Linked DNA regions of Gossypium hirsutum: all the other regions are linked to region 2. A link is a contact called in public Hi-C data. All regions are on one chromosome and are shown on one strand. The core of a region is the stretch at or near the end of the contact, and the rest is flanking DNA. Distances in the headings are between cores, read along the strand shown.

Region 1 (3,745 bases), core at 369-2,868, 200 kb after region 2:
AATGGCCTGGACATAGCTTCAGCTGATGTCATAGGTACTTGCATGATGCTAAGCTCGTTAGGATCAGTTTCTAAACGGTTTTTCGAAGATTGAAGCTCCAGCTGTAGTCCACTAGACCCACTACCATGAGTCTTTCCATTATTGGACGAAGCAGGTGGATTAGCTGTACTTAAAGCTATCGGGTTCTCCAAGCCCTTCTTATTCACACCCGTGGAGTGGGCAATCATTTCAGTGTTGGACTTAGATGATCGGGCCTGTCCCTTTTGAGGCTTAATAATAGGCCAGTTCAGATTGGCTTTATTAAGACTGTTCCCTACAACTTTCCTACCTGTAATCACATTAACATCAGAGTCAATTAATATTCCTTTATTTTTACTTTCCAGTGACGATTTAGGGTTCTTTGTAGATTCTTGCTCCAAGGAACTTATCTCCAAACCTGCCAAAGAATGGAAACGTAATCCCGAATTTTCTTCTTTTTTCAAATTGTTACATTTCTTCGCACCTTCCAAATTTCCACGTCTAGATTTCCACTCCACCAACATCCAAGGCCCATATTTTCCTTTTTCAGTCGTTGCAGTCGCTACAGTAGCCTGCTTCGATGGACCCTCATTCTCGACTGCCCCTATAGACGAAATAGTCAACGAGCATGTTTCATTAGTATGACCGTAACGACCACACTTAAAACACATAACAGGTAATTTTTCATATTCTATTCTTTGCGGATTATCGTTGATGAGAATCCTAGAGATCAAAGGCCTCCCAAAATTAACAAACACTGCGATACGAGCGTATCGTCCCCTTGCCCTACTATCCGTGTTGATATCCAGCTTTGTAATCTTGCCAATCATACTCCCAATTTCCAAGAGAATCTGTCTTTTATACAGGTGACTAGGAAGTCCAGGGAAACGAATTCAAGTTTGGATCAAGTTAGGATAAGGAAGATTGGAGTTAAAGTCGATCGACCATGGCTAGACAGTAAGATAATGGCCGAATATAACCCACGGCCCCTGGGAGAGTACCTGGTCATAATCAATAGAATTCTGAAATTTTGCAAAGAAATAACCATTTTCAATGTTCATTAATTGAACTGGTTTCGACGGTCTCCAAATCCCATAGAGTTTATTTTGTAGTGTTGAAATTCCAATATTCCTGCCCAGCATCTTGAGAATAATCGAAGTAGACATTTCCTTCTCCAGGATCTAGTACACTATATCAAAGAAGTCTATAGAGGGGACACCATCTACAATAGACTTCTTCACATCCTGATTGGAAAGAAAAAAACTATCAGCAGCAAGCTGGACTTCGTTCTTGTGATCCTGGTTGAGATTATCCTTCCCCAATAACTTGTCCTTCCACGACAACGGAGACACTGGTAAAGGATCCACCACCATCACATCCTCCAGGGCCGCATCCGTGTCCTTAAAACGAACTTTCTTTGTATTTGAATCTTCAACAATGGAGATATATTCTCCATTCCCATTCGCAAAGCTAGCAGAAGAAGTCGAGAGCATTTTTCCAACCTTTATTAAAATCTTTTTTTATATTTTTTTATTTTCATCCTCTTGTTATCCTAATATTAAACCCCTATTTTCTCTAAATTATGACTTTGAAGATTTATTAGTAAAAGTAAGTATTATATAAAAAATTAATTAAATTGAACGGGTTGGATTTTATACATTGTAGTTAATCATAACAAGTAGTTTTGATTAATATCAGTTTGTATTGTTGTATACCAACTTACTAATTAACACGATATTTTAATATTTGAAATTAATTTTTATAATTACATAAAAATTTATATATAACCATTTAATTAATTTATTGAAATTAATATATATAACCATTTAATTAATTTATTGAAATTAATTAATAATTTTAAATTTTTATTTGTATATAAATATATTATATGTGTTTATATAATTGTTGAGTAATTTTCTGTGTATCTTATTAAAGGGAATATTCGAGTATTTATACATATTATTACTGTTCATGATTTGACTCCATTGTTCATGGACTTGACCCCACTATTCATAGGATTGATATTTTGAACAGGCATCGGGCATGTTGAACATGTGTATCGTTCTGGGTCGCCTCTTAGGCCTCACGGTCCCCTATGTGTAAACTCTTTGGGTATATCCGAGCTAGGGCCGCGAACTCCTCTCAGCCCATGCGAGCTGATATTGTGAGCTCCCCTAGATGTCTCTTCGTTGTACACCTCACACATCTGATAGAGCTTGGCCGGGACACTGGTAGACGACCCAGATCTTACCTAGGTTTCGTATTGGTGATAATTGGTGTACAGCAATAATATATAAAAAATACCTATAAATTTAAAATAATACACCGAAAGATACCGATAGCACGCATCGCTATCTAAATAAAAACGATACATCTACTTATATAATACTTATTATCTTAATTTCCCAGAAATAAAATCTTCTAACAAAGTCTTTTGGAATTACTCTTGTAAAATTGGCATAAGAAGATTTTTTAATTTTGCCATACTTTTGAAAATATTTGTTAAAAAAAAAACAACACATGATGTTCATTAATAAATAAAATCAAGTTATGTATAACCTAACTTGCTGTTGTGAGCCATATTTATATTTAGGAGTTAGGTTGGTATGCCCAACCAAAAACTTCGAGAGCTAAAAAGTAGATCCAAAACTTCGAGAGCTAAAAAGTAAGATTTTAAAATTATAAATCCACGTGTGTATTAGTACAACTGTGTATTGGATGAGATTGAAAATACTATATTTTAAAAAAATTTACTTAAAAGTCTATTCAATTTGTCCATTTAAAGTTCATTTTCAAATTTATTATTAAAACGCTTATTGTTTATTTAATTATTTATTGCTTTAACACGGGGAAACGTTAAATTTTTGTAAATATTTAAATAATTTCAAATTAAAACAAAGTTAAACATTTATATTTTATTTAATTATTTAGTGCTTTAACACATGTAGACGTTCAATTATTATAAATATTAAAATAAGTTCATAACATAAAAACAACGTCTACTAAAAGTCCCTCTACTTTTCATTTTAATCCCTTTACTAAAATTAAATCAAGATATCATTACAATTTCTCATTAGACTACAAATAATTAGGACAAAATATATAATGCCCCACTAATTTATACATAACTCAACTTGACCTATAAAAAAAACTCGTCCATCCCTCAAAAAATATATGTATTCTTTGAACTATCGTGTTACTAAAAATTTTGTTAAGTATGTATTTTTTTCGGCCACACGATAGTTAAAAAATACATTGATTTGTTGGAGGAAGATGATCAAAGGCGATTTTAAGGGGGCTGGCATGGGCCCCGGCCTCCCTTAAAATGAAAATTTTCCATTTAGGCTCTATAAATTTTTTTAAAATTTTAAATTAGTAAAGGTAAAATTTCAATTTGCCCCCCCTAAAATTATAAAAATTTAATTAATACTTTAAAATTTATAAAAATATAGACTATAAAAAATTAAAATTTTATTCAGCTCCTACAATTTTGTTCTAGCTTCGCCCTTGGAGATGATTAGTTTTTTTGTGTGTGCCTCTTTATTGAGAACAACATATATGAATAGTTAAAAATTATTGAGTGAAATTAATTTATTATCTGTATCAAGATGTATTAAAATAAAGATGTATTAAAATAATATTATTATCAAATATGGCATTAAAATATAATTAAAATTTAAAATAAACGAAGTACTCGTTGGGTGAATTTTTTGAAAAAAATTTATAT
Region 2 (3,960 bases), core at 371-2,870:
CACATTTGCCTTTTGAATGCTTGGAAAGATTCAAGAGAGCAGCAATGGAATTTTCTTGGGTGTTGGAATCTTCAGATAACAACAGCTTCAATAAATGTGGGATCGTGCCGGATTCAACCAAACAAGACCTGTTAAAAATGCTTGTTTTAGTAAGAACCCGAATCTCAAATGCCGCCTTGTTCATCTCTTCACCACTTCCATTAACAAGTTTGTTAATGAGAAAACCAGCCAACATCTTCATTGCACCTTCACCGGCTGAACTCCCCGCCATTACTGTCCTCGAAATATCACGATTCTTTCCCCTAGAAACGACGACTGGGATGCCGTTTTCAGCACAATATTGTTGGATCAACCCTTTCAAGACAAGATTGGGAACCAATTCCGTACTGGTAAGCTTCTCGCCCGTCTTGGGACAAGTGGCATTCCCCGACCTGAACCATTTTAAAATCGAACAACGGTCGTAGGTGTGGCCCGATGATAAAGTTACTGGATCCGACATCATTTCTAACGAGATCGGACACTTGAGATCATCAACGTTGATTCCTTTAAGATCTTTGCTGATGTTGCTACACTGGCCATTGAGATGCTGACTTTCGAAGTCAACGGTGTCAAATATTACGCATCTGCAATAGCTCATGAATCCCATTAAGCTACACAGAAGCTCTAATTTTGTTTTGTTTTCTTCATTGGAAAACTCGGTTCCGATTTCTGAATCCAAGAATTTCACTTCCTTGTTACAACTGCTCCATTTATCAATCCCGAGATGGTCCAAGATCCGTCTGATCTCAATCGGATCAGGTGCGATTCCTTCCTCGAAATGGTTCATGATCCGCATGAGATCTTTCACGGCCTTTTTATCATCCGGGTCGGGATCGAATGAAGCTTTCCTAACTTGTCTTATGATTAACTCAACCAAATCCTTGGCTTCATTTGACATGTCAACGGTTGAAAGAGGGAAAACATCCAGACCCGTAGCCAGGCCCCGGATCACGATCCGGAATTGGTTCGCAGCCCAATCCGAACTCACTAGCATCCACGCTCGAGTCCCGTCGCGGGTGCAGTCTTCCAGAAGGCATCGAATTTTCTGGAAAGTCAGATGGAGCTCGGACAAGCTGAGGATGACCGGATGAGGTAGATCCGACGTCGTATCTCGGATCTCCTGGAGGAAAAGAAGAATGTTCGCGATTTGACGAAACGTTTCCCGCGCATTTCTCTTGTTGACGGAGAAAACCTTGGATTTGTAACTGCAAATGTCTCCACCAAGATCGATCAGCGAGTTTAGAAGAGTTGAAGGAGAAATGGAATCGCAAGGATGTATTGCCGGGCATGTCAGAATCCGGCGACCCGACCCACTCGATTTTTGGATCATTTACCAGATATTTCAAGAAAAACAAAAACAAAGGAGATAAAAACAAAAAAGTTTGATTTTGACTTTAGCGTTTAGATTTTTGAGTTTTTGATTTTGGCTTCTGGGGTCTACTATATATAAAAGGAAGGAGAAAGGGACTTGGGATATGTCGGCTTGGACACGTGTAATAACTTTGGCTGTACATGGCACGTGCAGATGAGAAAGGCTACTTCGTAGATAGTTTAGAGCAGTGGATAAGCAAATGGTGAGGTGACACGTGGTCGTAAAATACGGTACGAAGGTACGTGATGAGAGGGAGCCGACATGGGATGGCTCATATAACGTGGAATTAAGCTAAAATAAATCATTTAGCCTTTTATTATTATTATTATTTATAAAAAAATTTGGACTTGGTAATGAATTATTGTGAACCTAATTACACCAATTATTATCATTAAAAAATTGCACCATTATTAACATTATTGTATTTAGAATATTTTATTATTTATATTAAATATTGAGTTTGTGGCAAATGACACTCATCAATCACACCCTAATTTAGTTGTAAAATTATCAAATTTTTTTATAAAATAAAAAATGATATTATAAAGGTGTTTATATCTTTTTATATTTTTATATATAATTTTAAAAAAATACACAATGTTTATATCTTTTTATATTTTTATATATAATTTTAAAAAATACACAATAATAAAATTTAAACTTAAGACATTATAATTTTCAATATATCAACTTTATCATTTTAAATAAAGTTTGAATTTTTTATTATTATCAATTTTTATAAATATATTTGTTGAATAATTTCTTACTTGCATAATGAGGGTGATCATAAATATGTGTTTGACTTAATTATTAGTGTGTTTCTATTTTGATCACCTATGTTTAAAAAAAATTTAATTTAATCATTAATGTTATTGTCAATTAATTTTTTGTTCAATACTGATGTGACTTTTTTTATTAACACAATAACTAAATTAATCCACTAATAGTTACAGATTCTATCAAATTGTCCTTAATTTTGGAATCTCTTAATCCAATTCTTAGAGTACGTTTGGTTCACTGTAATTGAATAGGGCTGTAATTGAATAGGGTTGTAATTGAATAAAGCTGTAATAAGTAATTCAACTGTTTGGTTGAATGGAATGGAATGGAATAGAACTGTAATAGTATTTTTGTGTTTGGTTGAATGGAATGATGTTGTAATAGCATAAGGAAAAAACTAAAATGACCAGAATACCCTTAGCAGAATTTTTGTTAATGTAGATGATTATTGTTATTGTTATTAAATTTTAATAAGATTATTATTAAAAATAATTTAATAAAAATAATAAATAGTTTAACCATATTTTAACATAATTATTATTAAATATAATTTAATAAAAAAATATAATTTAATAACATTCATTATCTAATTATTATTATATGAATTAAAAAATCAAAATATATAATACTATAAAAAAATATATAATCTACTTTATTATTTTTAAACTGCAATACATATTTAGACTCCGTTTGTTTGTCAGTAAAATATTTTCTGAAAAATAATTTATAAAAGTTGTTTTAAATTAAACAAATATATATTTAAGAATTTATTATATTTTCATTGTTTATTTGAGTTTATTATATATATATATATATATAAATTTATATTTTAAATTGTTTTTACATATATTGCAATGTTTTATTTATGGATAAACTATAAAAATAGTCACTTTTATTTACCTCGGGTTACATTTTAGTCACTTATATTTGAAATGTTACGTTTTAGACATTTATGTTATTATTATCTCCCTAATGGTAATCCTACGTGGCAGTCCAACTAGATTTTAAGTATATCTGTTAATACATACTTTATCCAGCTAAATTATACAGTTTTCTATTAATACATACTTCATCCGACTAAATTATACAATTTTTACTCAAATGCATAATTTAGCCGGATGAAGTATGTATTAACAGTTTTCACTCAAATTCATAAGTTTGATACTCATTACCAGGCGACATTAGTCAATCAAGAATCAAACCAAAAGAAAAAACAACAGGTGCCTTTAGTTTCATAAGCCAAGGAAACAAAGAAATATATCAGAGACCCATAACAAATTTTGACAATTAAAGATGACCATGAGAAGAGTTATGAAGTTTCATACAAGAAGAATTATGAAATTATGAGGAAGGAGAAATAGAAAACATGAGATGAAATAAAAAAAGAAAACTTACAGGAGATGAAGTTGAAGGGCGAATGTGTTGTTGATTTGGGGAAAACTGTTGGAAGAAATCTGGAGCAAGGGAGAAAAAGTAGGCTATTTTGGAGAGAAATTTTACGTGTGTGGTGTTGAATAGCAATTCAGAGCCCCCACCCCGGAATACCTATTACAGCATTTGAGGGAATATGACTGTAATAGCAAAGTTATGGAATAAGTAAACGCTGAACCAAACGGTGTAATAACAAAAAAATACTGTAGCACGTGGAATTGGGCAGGAATGGAATAGCTATTCCATCCAACCAAACGTGCTGTTAATGTTAATCACCTCTCTTTGCTCCAAACCTTTAGTTGTAATGGAGAGAAAGTGGGGAACTTTTTCTAATGGGC
Region 3 (4,140 bases), core at 1,608-4,107, 130 kb after region 2:
AATGATTTCTGGAAAATGTTTTACTTTTCTGTAAAATGATTTACTGGAAAATATTTTCTAGTGTTTGATTGAATCTGTGTAAAATATTTTCTGCTGTTTGACAGATTTCCTGAAAATATTTTCCGGAAAAGTTATTTTTACATATATTAATATTTTTTTATATTTTAAATTGCTTTTACATATATTACAATGATTTATTTATAATAATACTCAATTATTAAGCTACAATATTGATTGTTAAAAATTGAAAAAATATTATCCACAATGAGTACTAGTAATAATATTGAATAATTATAAATTGCTTCGAAACCACAATGAGTACTAGAAATAATTTATCCAAATACATACTTAGTAGTACACCACATAGTAACAGCATTGTCCAAGTGTATAATATTACACCACATAAATGTATCAATATCTTCAACCCTGAGAAAATTTTTGAAGCCAAATTTTTCTATGCTTCTTACTTTTAACTAAAAAAACTTTGGTTGTATCTTTAATTAAATTATAGAGACCAATTTGATATAGATTCTAGTTTGAGAATATACTAATCAGATTTTTCGTAAAAGATTTTGATATCGATTACTTGTAAATAAAGAAAAACGAATAAATTCACAAAAAAAAGATAAAGAAAAACGAATAATCCATATTTCATTATGTTGTATCTTTAATTAAATTATTATCCATAATTAAATTATTATCCATAAAGTTGGTAAAAAATAATTTTTTAGTATTGTTCGTGCATTAGTCGGTGTGAAATTTTTTAGTCAGTGTATACTATACGAATCAAAATTAAAATCGGTGTAAGAAAAAATTTAGTTATTCTAATTTATTATTCAAACGGCATCCACCAAGAAATGCAACCAAAACCAATGTACAACCTACTACATTAAAACAAAAACTGTGCCATTTGCTTAACCCACAATCTTTCCACAACCATATCATGAAGCAGTTTTACACTCAAAACGTTTGCACAACTATTTAAAACCATCCACATGCTATGAATTTGTTCTTGTTAGCTCTACCCCATTCTCTTTTAGCATCATTGGAATAATATCTCTTAATTGGGATAATATCAACAATGCAGCACCGCCATATACGAAACTAAAACCTTGATAAATGAAATGAAATATTGAACTGAAATTGCATTATGCTCAATTATGACTATTTTCTATATAAGAGCGTGTTAAAAGCTATGCCTCCAAATGAGGCTCTACGGCACAAATGCAAGTTTCATTTACCAGCTTTTCTTTCACTTCTCACAACCAGTCAAAGATCCTCACCTTGGCCTGCTTTGGGAGGGAAGGCTTGAAAGATATGAAATGGCAGCAGAAGGTAAGACAGATACTTAAAAACATGAACCACAAATTCCTATATATGTAGCTGTGAAACAAATATTCAACTACTCTGGAGAACAAAGGTAAAGCAGATACTTAAAAACATGAACCACAAACCCTGCTTACGTAATGCTAGACTTAAAGCATAACAAGAATCATTTACCAGCTTTTCTTTCACTTTTCACAACCAGTCAAAGACTTGGCCTGCTTTGGGAAGGAAGGCTTGAAAGATATGAAATGGCTGCAGAAGGTAAAACATATACTTAAAACAGAATCACTTAAACCAAAAAAAAAAAAGAAAATGAAGAAGCTAATTCCTTGTTCTTCAACATCAAATGTTGTAATTCTTTGAACATATTATTATTAGATGCATATACATATATACAAATCTGAGTACGAGTAACATAATATGGATACGATGAAGCATTGCACGAAATAGAACGTGCAAAACAGAATAATAAAACAAAATCGAAGTAGAAATCATTTTCTGAACGAAACTTAAATTTGCATTTCTTTTTTCATATAATTCTAGAATTTTCCTATCAACCAAACAGAGACTTAAAAAGAATCCATTATGATATAATACTCTTTAAGAATTGCATGAACAGTTAGTAAACGAGATAGTGACAAACAAACAGAAAAACACAGAATTTCGATCAAAAACCGAAAATTAAAAGAAAAAAAACACTTTGATAAAAAACAGCGAAACAAGCTTCGATCTGCTAAAAATACACTTAAAATCAAACAAAAAGCACGCACAGATCAGTGAGAGCAGAGGTGACATTTAACATAAACAGGGGCCAAAATCTTTCTAACTATGGACAAGAAACCGATTCACAAAACTATGGAGAAGAAAATATACCTTTCTAAAGCAAGTCTGTGAAGAAAGTCTGCCCAAGACAAGCCAAACAGTACAACCAAACTAGCAGAAAACCCAAGCAAGATCTCAGACAAAAACAAGCAGAAAATCCCCAAATCAATTTATAAAAAGAAGAAGAAATCAAGGGGGAAAAGGAGCCCGAAACCAAATCAAGGGAGAACGAAAGGGAGAAGGGAGAACGAACGGGAGAACGAAACCAGATCGGTGTAGAGAGGAGAAGGGAGAACAAGAGTGTAGAGAAGGGAGAACGCTGGAAAAATCGGAAAATGTCTTACTAATTCCAAATCGGTAAGACATTTTCCAAAATTAAAAGCTTCTTTTTCCCGTGTTTGTAATTGATTTTACGTGAGGAAAATATTTTCCTCCAATCAAACACTGAAAAATGGGGAAAATTAATTCCGAAAAATATTTTCCCCCTATCAAACCGACCCTAATTATTAATTAAGTAAAAAGGAGGAAGAAAATCACAACTTCACAAGTCACAATCTCAGTCCACACACAAAAGACGCGTCGTTTGCAAGCAGATTCTTCGTAATCCATATATGACGATATAAATTGAAATTTTGATTTTTCTTCCTCAAATATTCTTTTTTTTTCTGCTTTTTAATTTATATTATACTAATATATTATTTGGCGAAGGCCTAAACAGCCCAGCCCTTACAGCAACAGGCGTCTGGATGCTACTATAAAGCAAGACCAAAGACCAAGCTAGTGTGGCCTCTTTTTATCTTTCAGTGACCTGTATCCAGCCAACCCGAGATTTTCTATTTTCCGATTCTTTTTAGGTCTTTTTTCCCAATTTTTTTTGTATTTCTAAAACAGAAACAAATAGGTGTCTCAATGGCAGAAGAGAGCGGTGCCCCTGTAAGTTGTGCTGATTTGCCCGTTAAAAGGCCCAGGGAAGACGAAGAAAACGGGGTCTCTTCTGCTGCTGCTGCTGTTGCCATGGAAATGGAAGCTGATACCAATAATACTTCCAAGGAAGCTGATGGGATTTCCTCTGTTATTCCTGGATGGTTCTCTGAGATTAGCCCAATGTGGCCTGGTTCGTTTTTCAACTCTCCTAATTCCCCATTATTTCTCCTAATCTTTTCTTTACGTTTCCTTTTGGAGAAAAGAATGTAAAGTGTTGTTTTTTTTTCTTTCTCTGCTTCGATTCCAAAGAGGGCTTTTTTCTTAAATCTGGGTTTTTTTCCTTTATGATTTTCGATGCATGTTTTAATCTATTTATATTTTTTATGGTTATAGATTTGTTTTAGATTATGGGTGAACAAGTTTCTGTGCTTTTTATTTGGCTTTCAACTGATTTGAATGAAAAAAAAATTATTTTATTTTATTTTATTTTATTGTGCTTATTTTGATTGTGTAAGATATTGGTTCCATCTAAGGGCGTTACTTATTTTGATTGAATTCATGGGTTGGGTTCTTTTCAACTTCGTTCCCCCTTTTATTCGTCACTTCTGATGTGCGTTCTTATCTGATATTTTCTGTTTTTGGCTCTTCTTTAGGGAAAAAAGGGGTTCTCAAATGGTCCCATCTCCCATATTGAGGATGTTTTTATTTTGGACATCTCATGTAACTTGGTTGTCATTTCTGCTTGTGTAGTGGGTCTGTTTGTGATTCTTTATAGTGAAAAAGGAAAAGGAAAAAAAAAGCTTTATTTTTATATGTCTAACTTCTAGTTAACTACATTTTCATTGAATGTTAAGCGTTTACGCTTCTTTGTGCACATTTGCTTGTTTATATGATTGACATCTCGAAGTGCATACTGCTTGCATGTTGTCACTTGTGTGTATTTTTCTTATTTGGGAGTGTGTACTATTAGTTTAATAGCGACGTCTGATCTATATTCATTCATAATTCAATGTGTTAATCCATTGCTTCCAATTTTGATTCTTGGATTTATGGGTTCTTTCATAGTAG

Evidence for each region. A called contact is a pair of places that touch in the nucleus more often than the background predicts.
Region 1: a Hi-C map of leaf shows a contact between it and region 2, with 2.8 times the contacts expected there. The contact joins the promoter of LOC107886611 here to the promoter of LOC107886666 in region 2. A contact is called at or near these places in 8 of 34 Hi-C or Micro-C datasets (fibers, leaf and seedling).
Region 3: a contact with region 2 is called in a Hi-C map of leaf, with 4 times the contacts expected there. The contact joins the promoter of LOC107886614 here to the promoter of LOC107886666 in region 2. A contact is called at or near these places in 10 of 34 Hi-C or Micro-C datasets (fibers, leaf, petal and 1 more).

What each region holds. Positions count from the first base shown.
Region 1 is chrA03:99,621,019-99,624,763 of Gossypium_hirsutum_v2.1, forward strand. LOC107886611 reads right to left here and starts at 1,619. Exons shown (of 3, transcript XM_016810636.2): 1 at 1-1,619. The coding sequence starts at 848.
Region 2 is chrA03:99,418,079-99,422,038 of Gossypium_hirsutum_v2.1, forward strand. LOC107886666 (U-box domain-containing protein 19) reads right to left here and starts at 1,621. Exons shown (of 1, transcript XM_016810712.2): 1 at 1-1,621. The coding sequence starts at 1,369.
Region 3 is chrA03:99,548,638-99,552,777 of Gossypium_hirsutum_v2.1, forward strand. LOC107886614 (spermidine synthase 1) reads left to right here and starts at 2,858. Exons shown (of 9, transcript XM_016810639.2): 1 at 2,858-3,262. The coding sequence starts at 3,058. LOC107886615 (a long non-coding RNA gene) reads right to left here and starts at 2,850. Exons shown (of 2, transcript XR_001680806.2): 1 at 2,200-2,850; 2 at 866-1,578.